2 separate regions of the Sus scrofa genome follow, and region 2 is linked to region 1. The links are chromatin contacts, called in public Hi-C maps. All regions are on one chromosome and are shown on one strand. Each heading gives the region's core, a stretch centred on a gene start, on an enhancer-like site or on the middle of the called end of the contact. The rest is flanking DNA. Distances are from core to core; before and after follow the strand shown.

What was found. A called contact is a pair of places that touch in the nucleus more often than the background predicts.
Region 2: a Hi-C map of omental adipose tissue shows a contact between it and region 1, with 4 times the contacts expected there. The contact joins the enhancer-like site here to the promoter of BTG1 in region 1. A contact is called at or near these places in 3 of 5 promoter capture datasets (fetal liver, fetal skeletal muscle and liver), 14 of 47 Hi-C or Micro-C datasets (adipocytes, alveolar macrophages, brain and 9 more) and 2 of 2 datasets of contacts at active chromatin or transcription factors (alveolar macrophages and skeletal muscle).

What each region holds. Positions count from the first base shown.
Region 1 is chr5:90,811,722-90,817,667 of Sscrofa11.1, reverse strand. It overlaps BTG1 (BTG anti-proliferation factor 1), which reads right to left and starts at 2,474. Exons shown (of 2, transcript NM_001099936.1): 1 at 2,009-2,474; 2 at 1-1,045. The coding sequence starts at 2,156. The coding sequence ends at 678. All of the region lies in intron 3 of LOC106510428 (a long non-coding RNA gene), which reads right to left.
Region 2 is chr5:91,515,589-91,521,218 of Sscrofa11.1, reverse strand. All of the region lies in intron 4 of LOC102159901 (a long non-coding RNA gene), which reads right to left. Among named protein-coding and RNA genes, the nearest start is that of DCN, 160 kb to the left of the region's middle. Within about 2 kb of position 3,003, at least 10 of the 83 cell types and tissues checked have an H3K27ac peak or open chromatin away from gene starts, as enhancers often do. A contact at or near this core is called in fetal skeletal muscle and omental adipose tissue, where this site is marked.

The DNA.
Region 1 (5,946 bases), core at 1,225-3,724:
ACTACAAGCTAGCAAATGTACAGAGAGCTGGCTGGTGCTAACACCACAGTTGAGACAGTGTCTTTTTAAGGTCTTTTTTTAAAGCCTGTTGCCATGGCAGATTCTGGTCACTTGCTACTTTCAAGGCCAAAAACACAATACAAGGTCTGACCATTTCCCCAGGTCATGCTTACTAGTTTTGTCTTATGTACATTTATACATATTTAAGTGCTAGGTAAAAGTCTTGTTATAAAATTTCCAGTACTACCGCGTTTAAAATGTTGAGCTTTCCTATCGAGCTGCCAAAAAGGATAACAATTTAAGTGTAATAGTGCAAATTTCCTCTGCCAAGTTCTACCGCAGAGAAAGGTTCTTTGAAATATGGATTTGTGTTAAAGGGACTGATGTAAAAATTTAGGTATCATGTCCGGGAGAAAATGAAACCACCCCAGGACTTCACTCCCTAGCAAATAAGGTGATCAATTTACTTGGACTCACAGGCTATTAAGTCATTGAAAGGTACTGTCCAAACTATGGCACTGTCACTTAAAAAAATTTTTTTACCACTCTATCTTGTGCCAGATCTTCACAGCTGTGACATGGTTTAAATTCCATAATCCATCCCCAAGAGGAGCCCACCCAAAGCAAAAATCAAATTTATCCATCCATTATAAGAGGATCCATCCATAGACTATATCTTAACCTGATACAGTCATCATATTGTAGCTTTTGGAAGGGCTTGTTCTGCCCAAGAGAAGTTCCTCCTTACAGCTGATTCTGCTGTCTACCATTTGCACGTTGGTGCTGTTTTGGGTGCTACCTCCTGCTGGTGAGGCTTCGTACAGCACACAGATGGAACCATCCTCTCCAATTCTGTAGGACACTTCGTAAGGGTCAACCCAGAGAGTGAGTTCACTTGGGAGAAGCCTGAACAGCTCCTGACTGCTCAGTCCAATCCGCTGTGCTGCCTGTCCAATCAGAGGATCCATTTTATGGTTGATGCGAATACAACGGTAACCTGATCCTTTGCACGGCTTTTCTGGGAACCAGTGGTGTTTATAATGTTCTATAGAAGAAAAAAAACAGAAACAGCGCTTAGATATCGTTACTGCTGGCTCCCGCTGTAGTTTCTTTCTTCGGCTGGCTTCGTTGAGGGAAAATGCAAACTAGCAACTTTCTTTAAAAAAAAAAACAAAAAAAAAAACCCAGCATTGAATCCGCGGCTGTCCATGTAAGGCGATGGGGAATGAGCGGGCAGGGTTTGAGAAATAACAGTAGTACACCGTACAGAACAATCTCCGGGAACCAACCGGTTGAGTTGCCAAAACGGCAATCCGGCGGGCAGCCTCCGCCAGCCGGGCAGCGGGGTGGCACCGGTGGCCAGGCGGGAACCTGTTTACTTTCTCCACCCCACCCCAGCCGCACACACAATGGGGTTTATGGCTTCGAAGAGGAGCGCCACTGGACTGTTCGCCCCGAAGGGAATGGAACAAGCCATCCTAAACCACGCTCTGGGCAGGGCAGTAATTGTACCGGTGACAAATCCGATGATTAATGGACAGGGGTAGGAGGCGCGGAGAGACTGCACGTCCGGCCCGGGCTGGCTCCCTGGCAGCGGCGCGCCTTCCCATCCCGTGGCCCGGCCGTCGGGCCCGCAACGGTTAGACGGGATGGGGGGGAGGGGGCGTCGAATCCACCCTAGCCCGGCGGCTCCTTTGTCCCCCAAATGCGCGGACCGTCCGAGGACGGCGGCTCCCGCCTCGGTCGGCTTCAGTTTCTTTGTTGTGCGTCTGTTTTCCTGTCCCCTTGGTCTGCCAGCCGTGGGGGGAGGGGGCGCCCTTGGCCCACCCCCAAACCCTGTCCCGGACCCGCCGTTAGCGGCAGCCGGGCGCGCCAGTCACGGTCCCGCTGCCGGAACCGAGCGCGACCTGCCCACAGTGCCGCCAAGACTCCCGCGTCCCCGACGGCCCGGCCCAGAGATGTGCCACCGCGTCCCTCGGCGCCCCCCGCCCTGCCGCCGCCCGCTCACCTGCCAGCAGCTCCTGCAGGCTCTGGCTGAAGGTCTGCAGCTGTCGCTCGCTCGTGAGCCCCTTGGTGCGGAGAAACTTGGAGATGAAGGACACGGCGGCGGCGATCTCGCCTATCATGGTGGCGGCCCGGGTGTAGAAGGGATGCATGGGGGCGGCAGGCGGGGGCGGCCCGGGGCGGCCGGGGCTCGGCGGTGCGGCCCCGACGGCGGAGCGGCCACCCCGGGCTCCCTCACAGGTCAGTGGGCTGAGAGGGGGAGAGAGCGTGAGCGGTGGACGGCTACTTTTTTCTCCTCCCTTCTTTATAGTAAAAAGTTATTTTCGAGACAGGAGGCGGCAGGAGAAAGGAAGAGACGAGCGACGGCGGCCTGGTCACATCGCTCGGACCGCCCCGGCCGCCTCCGCCTCCAGCTCCGCAGCCTCCGAAGCTCCAAACACTTGCATTTCCAGCTCAGACGGGCAAAGAGATGCAGCGGCCGTGCGGCACTTTTTATAGCGCAGAGAAAAGGAAGTGGCGTAGCTGGAGCGTGACGGACGACTCCAGCCAATCCGGAGATCGCACCATTGTGATGCAAGCAGATTCTGAGCCGAAGGGGGCGGGAAAAGGGGCCAGGGGGCGTGCCCAGAGACCGGGAGGAGAGGGAGGAGCTGACGTAATCCGCTTGTAAACAAATAAACCCCCGAGTGGCGGCCCAGCGGGGGGGAAAACGGGATGGAGGAAACAGAGGGTGCGCGTGTGAAAGCCCCGCCCCTAGCCCTAACTCCTCCTTCCTGCTCCAACAACTCCTGGAGCTGCGCCAGCGCATCCTCTGCAAGCGTTCGCTGCCTGGGCTCGCCTCGAGGAGACAGAGCTGTGCAGATAAAAGCAGCCCCGCTCAGGCTGTCTACACGCGCGCCTGCGGCACGGATCTGGCCTCAAGGCACCTGCCGGCTCGCGTACTCGGTGTTTACAACCCGTCACCACGCTGAGTCTACGTGCCTGGCTCCACAGGAAGGAAGAGCATACAGAGCAGCGGGATGCGGGTACCCGTGCTGAGGAAGCTGGGAGTGCGGGGAAAAGTGGAGGGAACCGGCTCTCGCGGGGCATCCTGCAGCTTTCGGAACCCAGTTCTCACAAACATGCAGCCAACGCCTCGGAGCCGTTTCCCTTCCACCCTTGCGGAGGGTTGGGGCATGTCTTTGTCAAAGTTTAATTGCAAAATAAATAAAGGTTAGTAAGCCTTTTGTGGTTGCTGTTTCAGTAACTTGAGGAGTCAGAGAAAAGTGGAGACCTTACTGACCAGCTTAAAACTGATAAGAAAGGCTGCTATTGAATATAAATGTAATTATAACAAGTTTAGTAAAAGAAAAGAAACCTATATAATGCATTTTACATCTTTTTTGCACAAAACAGAAGGTTGTTTCCTTTTTTTCCTAATCCACTGAACTGTTTGAGCCTTAGAGTTCTGTTGCTCTTTATAAAAACAAGAAAATAAAGATAAAATTTGCTCAGATATTTGTTTAGTTAAGCCCTACTTGCTGAACTAGGAAAAAATAGGAAGGCGTGAACTTGCTAAAACGATTAGGCCTAAGAGAGGGTTAACCAGAACTCCATTAAGGAGGAGAAAAAAAAGATGGTGAGCCGGCCAGATGGAGAAAGCAAACAAGAGGCAGAAGTTGAACTCTACCAGATGGAAATAAATATCCTGAGCTTAGCTGGTCATCAATATTGCAAAACACACCACTTTGAGGTTTTGTTTTGTTTTGTTTTAATACTGTGCCAAAGGGTATAGAAATGAAGCAAAAGTAGAATTTGCTATAAAGCAGTAGAAGGAAAAATCTTATTGTTCACATGAAATATGTAAAACTGGGCTTGAAACAACTTTGAGGTTATTTTTTCATTCACACAAAATAATTATGTAGTTATATGTGAAATAAATACTTTAAGAAATAGTATTAAAAGCATGACTTGTGAAAGTACTTTCATTGGATAAAAGCATCAAAAATAATGGTAATATTTCCTTCTAGAACTTTTCACATAGAACTGTGCTTATAAATAAACGTGGTGGTAATTATTTCACTAAGGATGTGAAACCTCTTTTACTAATGAAAAAGGAGATAGGGAAACAGGAGTAAATCCTTAAAATTACCATAACCCTAGAACAAGATTTTCTGATATCCTTCTAAACCCCACCCACCGTTAATCATCTGCTCTATTCACTTTCCTTAATCATCAGTCATTTGAGAACTAGAATAGAAATCTGTTGACCTCCAAGCCTGGTCTCCAACTTGGACTCCCAATAATTTTGAGCTTAAATTGACTCATCTACAAAACAGAAATAATTGTTAACAAAATACTAGGATCTAAACTCAGACGCGTCTCCCAGTCCCTATTTTTCTCCACTGCTTTTTTTTCTTTCATTGACATATACTTGATGTACAAAACCATGTTAGTTTCAGGTGTACTATGTGATGATTTGACATTTGCATACATTATGAAATGTACACTACTTTTAACAGCCTTCTTTCTATGCAGAAGCTGAACCCTTTCTGAAATCTTTTTAAAATCAGTTGAATAGAGTGAACAAAGTTTAACTCACATATCCTTTTTTCCTCCCACTGTTTTTTATTATATATGTGTGTTTCACACCTGAAATCATTCCTTTAAGAGACAAGTGGATTTAAGAAATTACTCTTATCTTGGGGGATCTAGAGGGGAAAAGGCGGGGGGAGGATAAATATAGATTCTAAATGCAAGAGATAGTGCGCAATATTAATTGCTAATGGTTTTCAAATCTGGACATACATCGGTTTAGTAATATTTTTACACACTTTTAGTAGTAAGGCTCTTCTCATCCAAGAAACTAGCACATATTTCTTGACGGTTTTTAAATTTATAAAGGCACTTTCTCTTCTCATTGATATACTAAACTACAGGGTACTCCCAACTATTTACAAACCCAACCCTAGGCTCTGTGTCCTTAGGCAAGTTATTTAACCCCTCTGCATTATAATCGAAAAAATGAGGACTAAATGGAATAACTAGACACTATTTAGCACTGTCTCCAGCACTAAGTAAACATCCAAATACATACATTAGCTGACGTATATATATTATCATCAGGCAATTTGATGATTATCAAGTTAATTTTTAAAACCTAGAAAATGGGAGTTCCCGTTGTGGCGCAGTGGTTAACGAATCCGACTAGGAACCATGAGGTTGCGGGTTCGGTCCCTGCCCTTGCTCAGTGGGTTAAGGATCCGGCATTGCCGTGAGCTGTGGTGTAGGTTGCAGACACAGCTCGGATCCCGCGTTGTTGTGGCTCTGGCGTAGGCCGGTGGCTACAGCTCCAATTCGACCCCTACCATGGGAACCTCCATATGCCGCGGGAGCGGCCCAAGAAATAGCAACAACAACAACAACAAAAAAAAAGAAAGACAAAAAAAAAAAAAAAAAAAAAAAAAAAAAAAACCCTAGAAAATATTCAATCAAAGCACTAAAAGAAACAAACAACAACAAAAACAGGAAATCTGTCAAAACAATCCAGAAAATGAACCTGGGTTTCAAAATAAGTTTGCAAGTAACAAATGTCAGGTCTTTGGAGTGCCTAAGTGTTCAGAAAGTACTTTCAATAGACAAAACTATCAGGCAACTAACTAGAATTTCAAAGGACCGGGCATTATAGTCCTATCCTTCAGCTCAAATGTTACTAGAACAGTTTTCTCTGGAATAACAAATCAGAGTTCCTTGTAGGCTTTTTAAGCATTGTGTTACTTAACCAAAAAGAAGAAGAGAAAAAAAAATTATATAGGGTCAGAGAATGAACTTTTTATTTCATAGACTGGTACAATTTAAGGGTCAACACAAGGTTGAAATTTTTTTTTTATTTTGCCAAAACTGTTTTAAAAAACATTATATTCTCATCTACTGTCACTATCATTTTGGGGAAAAGATGGTATT
Region 2 (5,630 bases), core at 1,754-4,253, 700 kb before region 1:
TGGCAAAAAGACAAAAAAAAAAAAAAAAAAAATGTCCACCTGAGAAGTCATATACCATGGGAATATTGCTTTGTAAGTACAGAAAACTAGATGGACCTTCTTGTAGAACAGCCTTCTTAGATTGTGCTCTCAGCTCTGCCTTCCTGATATACCCACCTCCACTGGTCAAGCGGGAAAGCCAGAGAAAGCCAAATACCCATATCAAGTGATTATAATGCCTTCCTCACCTCTGGCCCACTATCTTTTTCCTAATTTCCACTGAAACAATCTCCATGTCACTGAATTATGTGAAATAAGACAATGTAAAGGAGTATTTCTGAGTAAAAGGAGTATTGCTTTCTTTCAATATACTACAGTTTCAGTCATGGTTCCTGCGGTTAAATTCTGATGACTTGTGTTGAACTTGGAAAGTACCTTATTACCTAATCTTGCTAAAGTATTTATTACTTGGCAAAGTAATCCTTTATCAAGGATTATTTTGGATAAATGTATTTGTTTTGTGAGTTCTTTGGAACACTTACTTTAGATACTTTTGAATGATTTTATTTATACATTATAGTTAAGAGGCATAAACGTAATATCTGATTTATAGAAAACTCTCCATAAAAAAGTAACCATTGATATATTTGGAGTTGCTAACAGTGGCTGACATTTTTTTAGTACTTTAATGCGTATTATCTTATTTACTCCCACAAAGTAGGTATTAGTAGGCCTCCTTCATTGTTGAAAAAATTAAGACTGAGTGGTTGAGTTTCTCAAACAGGATCACATAAGAGAAAAACAACAAATTCCACATTCAACTTCAGCCTTTCTGATTTCCAAATTTGGTGACATTTTACTATACGATTTCCCTCTGAGGCAACCTACTTGTATCTTTCTGCTCACTTTTTATGTCATATTAACATTTTCATTTCCTATACCTGTGAGTTCATCAAGCCCCCAATATGCAGTCAATCTCTTTTCAGCCTAAAGGACATTGAGGTAAGGACTTGATGTATTATCACCAAGCAGGTTATTTTCTTACATGGACCCATTGCTCTAGGTACAAGACTCCAGAATTCTCTTGGCAAATACCACCTTTCTGGGTCCATGCCTTAATCCACTACCGAAGGTTCCATTTCTTCTTAACTCTAAGTCGTGTTTATTACTACCCTCTGTAAGGTATTATTTCCCATAGGGAGAGTTGTGTCTTATAAAATGCATATGTTGAAGCCCTAACCTCTAATATATCAGAGTGTGACTTTATTTAGATAGTGGTCTCTAAAGAGGTAAATGAGTTAAAATGAGGCCTTTAGGGTAGCCCTAATTCAATATGACTGATGCCCTTATAAGAAGAGGAAAGCAGGACTCCTAGAATGAATGTGTACAGAGGAAAGATCCTGTGAGGACACAGCCAGAAGATAGCCATCTGCAAGCCAAGGAGAGAGGCCTCAAAGAAACAGCCCTGCCAATGCCTTGATCTTGGACTTCTAGCCTCCAGAACTGTGGGAAAATCAATTTCTGTTGGTTAAGCCACCCTATTTGTGGCATTTTGTTATGGCAGCCATAGCAAACTGATGCCACCCTCTTGAGGAGACGATCTGAGCTCACACATATTTTCTGGATCATCCTTCCTACTGACTTTCTGCCTGTCTGCCTAGATGGATCCCATAGGCTCCCTATATCCATGCTTTCACTGTGCCTCTTTCCCCATTGACCTTATTCTGATTTACCTCCCTGATGTGAAAAACCTGCCTGTCACCTCTGGCAGCAGTTGTGGTTTTCACTGTACTGCTGTCTGTAGATGCAACGGTAGGCTTTGCCTGCCCTTTGATAGATGTTAACAGTCCCCACCCTCCTCTAGTCAAAGTGCCAGCTCCTCTGAATTTCTCCTGAATTCCAAATAAGTGCTGCTATTTTTCACCCCTAGCCTGTTCCAGTAAATGATCTCCTTGGACTGAGGTCTGCTCACTCCTACCTTCTCTTTGCCTGACCAATTCCTACCTATCCTTCAATCCTCCATTTAGAAATAACTGCCTTGAGAACTTTTCCCTGACTCTACACAACTGAGCTAGCCCTTTTGCACATGTTCTCCCATATGATCCAACACTTACATCTTATTATATTATAGTTTGGTGATTCTCCAAGGAGTGAGTTTCAGAGTCAAGCATGGACTTGTTAAAGCAAAGACTGCTGGGCTCCAACCGAGAGTTCCTGGCTCAACAGATTTGGAAGGGCCTCAACAATTTGCATTTTTAACAAGTTCCCTGGTGATACAGATGCTGCTGGGACTAAGACCACCCTTTGAGAATGACTGCTACAGATAAATAATCTGTATTTATGGTTCCTTCCATTAACCTCCCCCATTTTACCTACAATAAATTGTACACTCTTTAAGAGTAAGAATTTTTGTCTTTCAAAGAACTGTGAGCCCAGGACTTTGCACATTGCCAAAGGCATGATAGATACTTAACAAATAACTGTATAATATATAAATAAATAGAAATGGGAATTCCTTACTTGAGAGAATACTTTTTACAGTAACAGGATGCTAAAAAATGTTGTACCAAGGCTAATTTAAAATACACAAACAAGAGAATCAGTGCTCATTTAGAAATGGCTAAGGGTCTAAGCAGAATGTTATTTATACTGGTCTGGTATGCACACAAAACTCTTTTATAAGAACTTTGAGTAGGGTTATTTTGCCTCAGGGAAATGTAAAATGTATAGCTCCAAAAAAAAAAAAAAAAGTAAAATACGATGTGAAAATGAGTCATTAGGAAAGCTAGTCATTATCTAAGGAACACAGAAGGGAGCCCAAAAGCAAATACAAAACAGAGGAGCTTCCAAGACCCAGGATTCCTCCACTAGTAGAACTTCAAATTGCAAAGGCGGAAGAAACAAAGCCAAAAGTTCGACTCTGAAAACACTACGCAGAGGCAGAAACAGCTGCATTCCCTCCAGGCTCAGTCACTTTTACAAGAGTGATTTTCTTGAAGTTTTAATGTGCCCTGCAGCCCCCTAGCTTCCCTCCCAGCCTCCTTTCCTGGTCCCATCAATTCATTAAGGCATCACGCAGGGACCCAGCAGGCTGCACCTCACTGACTCAGCTGAGCTACGTAAATATTAGTGCTCTGGGACCACCGAGAAAGAGTAGCAGCGATTTGCCAGCCCCTCAGTCCTTTTTCCAATATTTTTCTTTGAGTAAAATGTCAAAACAAGCAGTTAGAAAGCTCTGTTATGCTGACTAGCTGGCTTCCCACCAATTTATGTTTCTATGGGCTCAAAAGATCAAAGCAACATCACTTCTTGAACACCTGAGAAGGGTGAAAAGGGTCACCCCAAGGGTTCGCTGACCCAGTTGAGTTTATCTTTAGCCATCCAGGAAAAGGTGGGTCCTCAGGTGGACCTCAATAACAAAAAGTCCATTCTAAAGCTGGGTGTCAATGTCTGGATATTTAATCCAGCCTTCATGCTGTTCTAAGACAGGTATCAGTTTAACCGTAACATCTTCTATCACCATTTTCCTCTTCAAAATCCTTACGCGGTACCCTCTGCCTAGAACTAGGGTAAACCATAGGTCTCAGTTCAACAAAGATATTCCTGGTTCACATTCTCATGAGGGGTATTATTAATATCACCTCTCTATGTCTCTCAAAAGTGTCTCAGTTTAGACAAAAAATGGTCACTCTAACTACAATCTTGCACAAGACTTTTTAGGATGTGGATCTACCTTTTAAGTCTAGCTTCATTTAATGCCTGTCATCAGCTATTCCTAATTAATTAGTTTCTCACTATATTCCTGTTTAATGACCATACTGCATAGCAAACACATGTTTGTTAAAGCACTGGATATCTTACTTTGTAAATGTCTCCATAATAATTTATATCCCAGTCATGGGTAATTCTCAAATATAGCAGTTATGTCTTTTTATCTTTACATTATACCTCAATGTTGAATGAGTGAATGAGTATAAAGAGTAACATAGAGGAAGTCAGAAATAGTTGGGGAGGAATGTTTACTTCTGAGTGTTCTCCAAGTCACACCTTTTAGTCCAAGTGCCCAAACCAACATGGAGCAACACATGCACCAAAGAGCTCTGTTTAGAAGAATCTTCATATGTACACCCCATTCCTACTCAGGGAAAACTCTGTGATCACCTCCTTGCATGGTCTTTGTACTTCATGATCTTACTGCCCAAGTTAGCTAACTTAACCTGATCAGGAGTTATACTAGTAGTCTGGTGGACCTGGCCTTTTCTTCCTCCTGGGCAAAAAAAAAAGAAAAGAAAAATTCCTTCTTAGTGTTAGAAAAGACTCTCTGAGCGGCCTTCCTCTCTTGCTTTCCAAGTTGGAAGGACTGCATTAGCCTTGGGCTATGAATAAACTGTTTCTTGACAGCATAATTCATGAAATCCAATTTGTGAACATACTATATGACTCTGATAGCCCCAAGACATGATATTAAATGGAGAAAAATAAAACGTCAAGAGGGAAGCTCTAAAATAGACTGGGTTAGAGGTTTTTGATTTCTCTTACAGCTTCCTTAGTTCTAAGTGTGTTCAGCAAATTCAAGCATAGAGTGAAAGCTTGGAGATGAACATGAGTATCTTGCATTTCTCAGCCTGTAGCACGTAGAGTGCCCACACCTTGTATATTTTCTGCTAGGACATGCCTCAGTGTCCAGCATCCCATTGGTCTCATTGCCTTTTGATACCAATATTTAAAACAAAGTCTGCACAAAGTCTAGAATGATTTTAATGAAGGAGACTTAGTCCCAAAGGTTAATGGGGGTCCGTTGTGTAAAGAGTAATGCCTTTCAATGGTGACAAAGTATTACTCAACAGTGTTCAAGCCACCTCATCCATCATCACTTTGAATTGTGTTTTGTTACTGATGTGAAGTTTAATACAGAGTCCACCGCAAAGCATAAGACACTTTTCCCCATGCTGACCCCAGGGGCACATGTCAGCCAACATCTGGGCGCCACAGCTATAAGGTTTTGGAGAAGCCTGAGCATATATGCCTCTTTTCAAACAGCACATGTGCTCATTTGAAGCATGCACTCTGGCACCACAGGCACCAGTCGTAGTGTGATGGGTCCTATAAAATAGTCGATCATGCATTTTACTATTTTAATCAAAGGAAGCATAGCATTGACATTTCAGTAAGTACACAAAGGAACAAAGCAGAACCTTGACGTGGAGGGAGTACTCGCACCCAAATGGAAAACTGATTAACAAAGGGCCTTTGCAAGACAAACCCAAGGCACTGTGTGTCAAGAGGAACTACAGTTGGCCAGTTGTCTTTCTAGTTTTTAGCAACTCCCCAAAAGGACAAAGATGTTCCAGCCAAAAAAGAGAGAGAGAGAGAAAAGAGAAAAACGTTAAGTGATTTTTCATAGTATTTCCCCAATAGTCTGTGTTTGACATGGACTTTTAAAAGCATTCCTTTGTTGGTTCTTTCAGTAGTAACAAACAAATGTCCTCACTTAGAAATACAAAGGCTTTCAAAATGCAAGAAAGAGGAAAGAACTACCACTGGAGGGTCGGCTGTAAGACAGCCCCTCAGGCAGACAGCTGTGAGGAGGACTGCGAAGGGTGCCACGTCATGCTGCTGCTTTCTGCTCACTAGTTCTGGACAAATTCTAA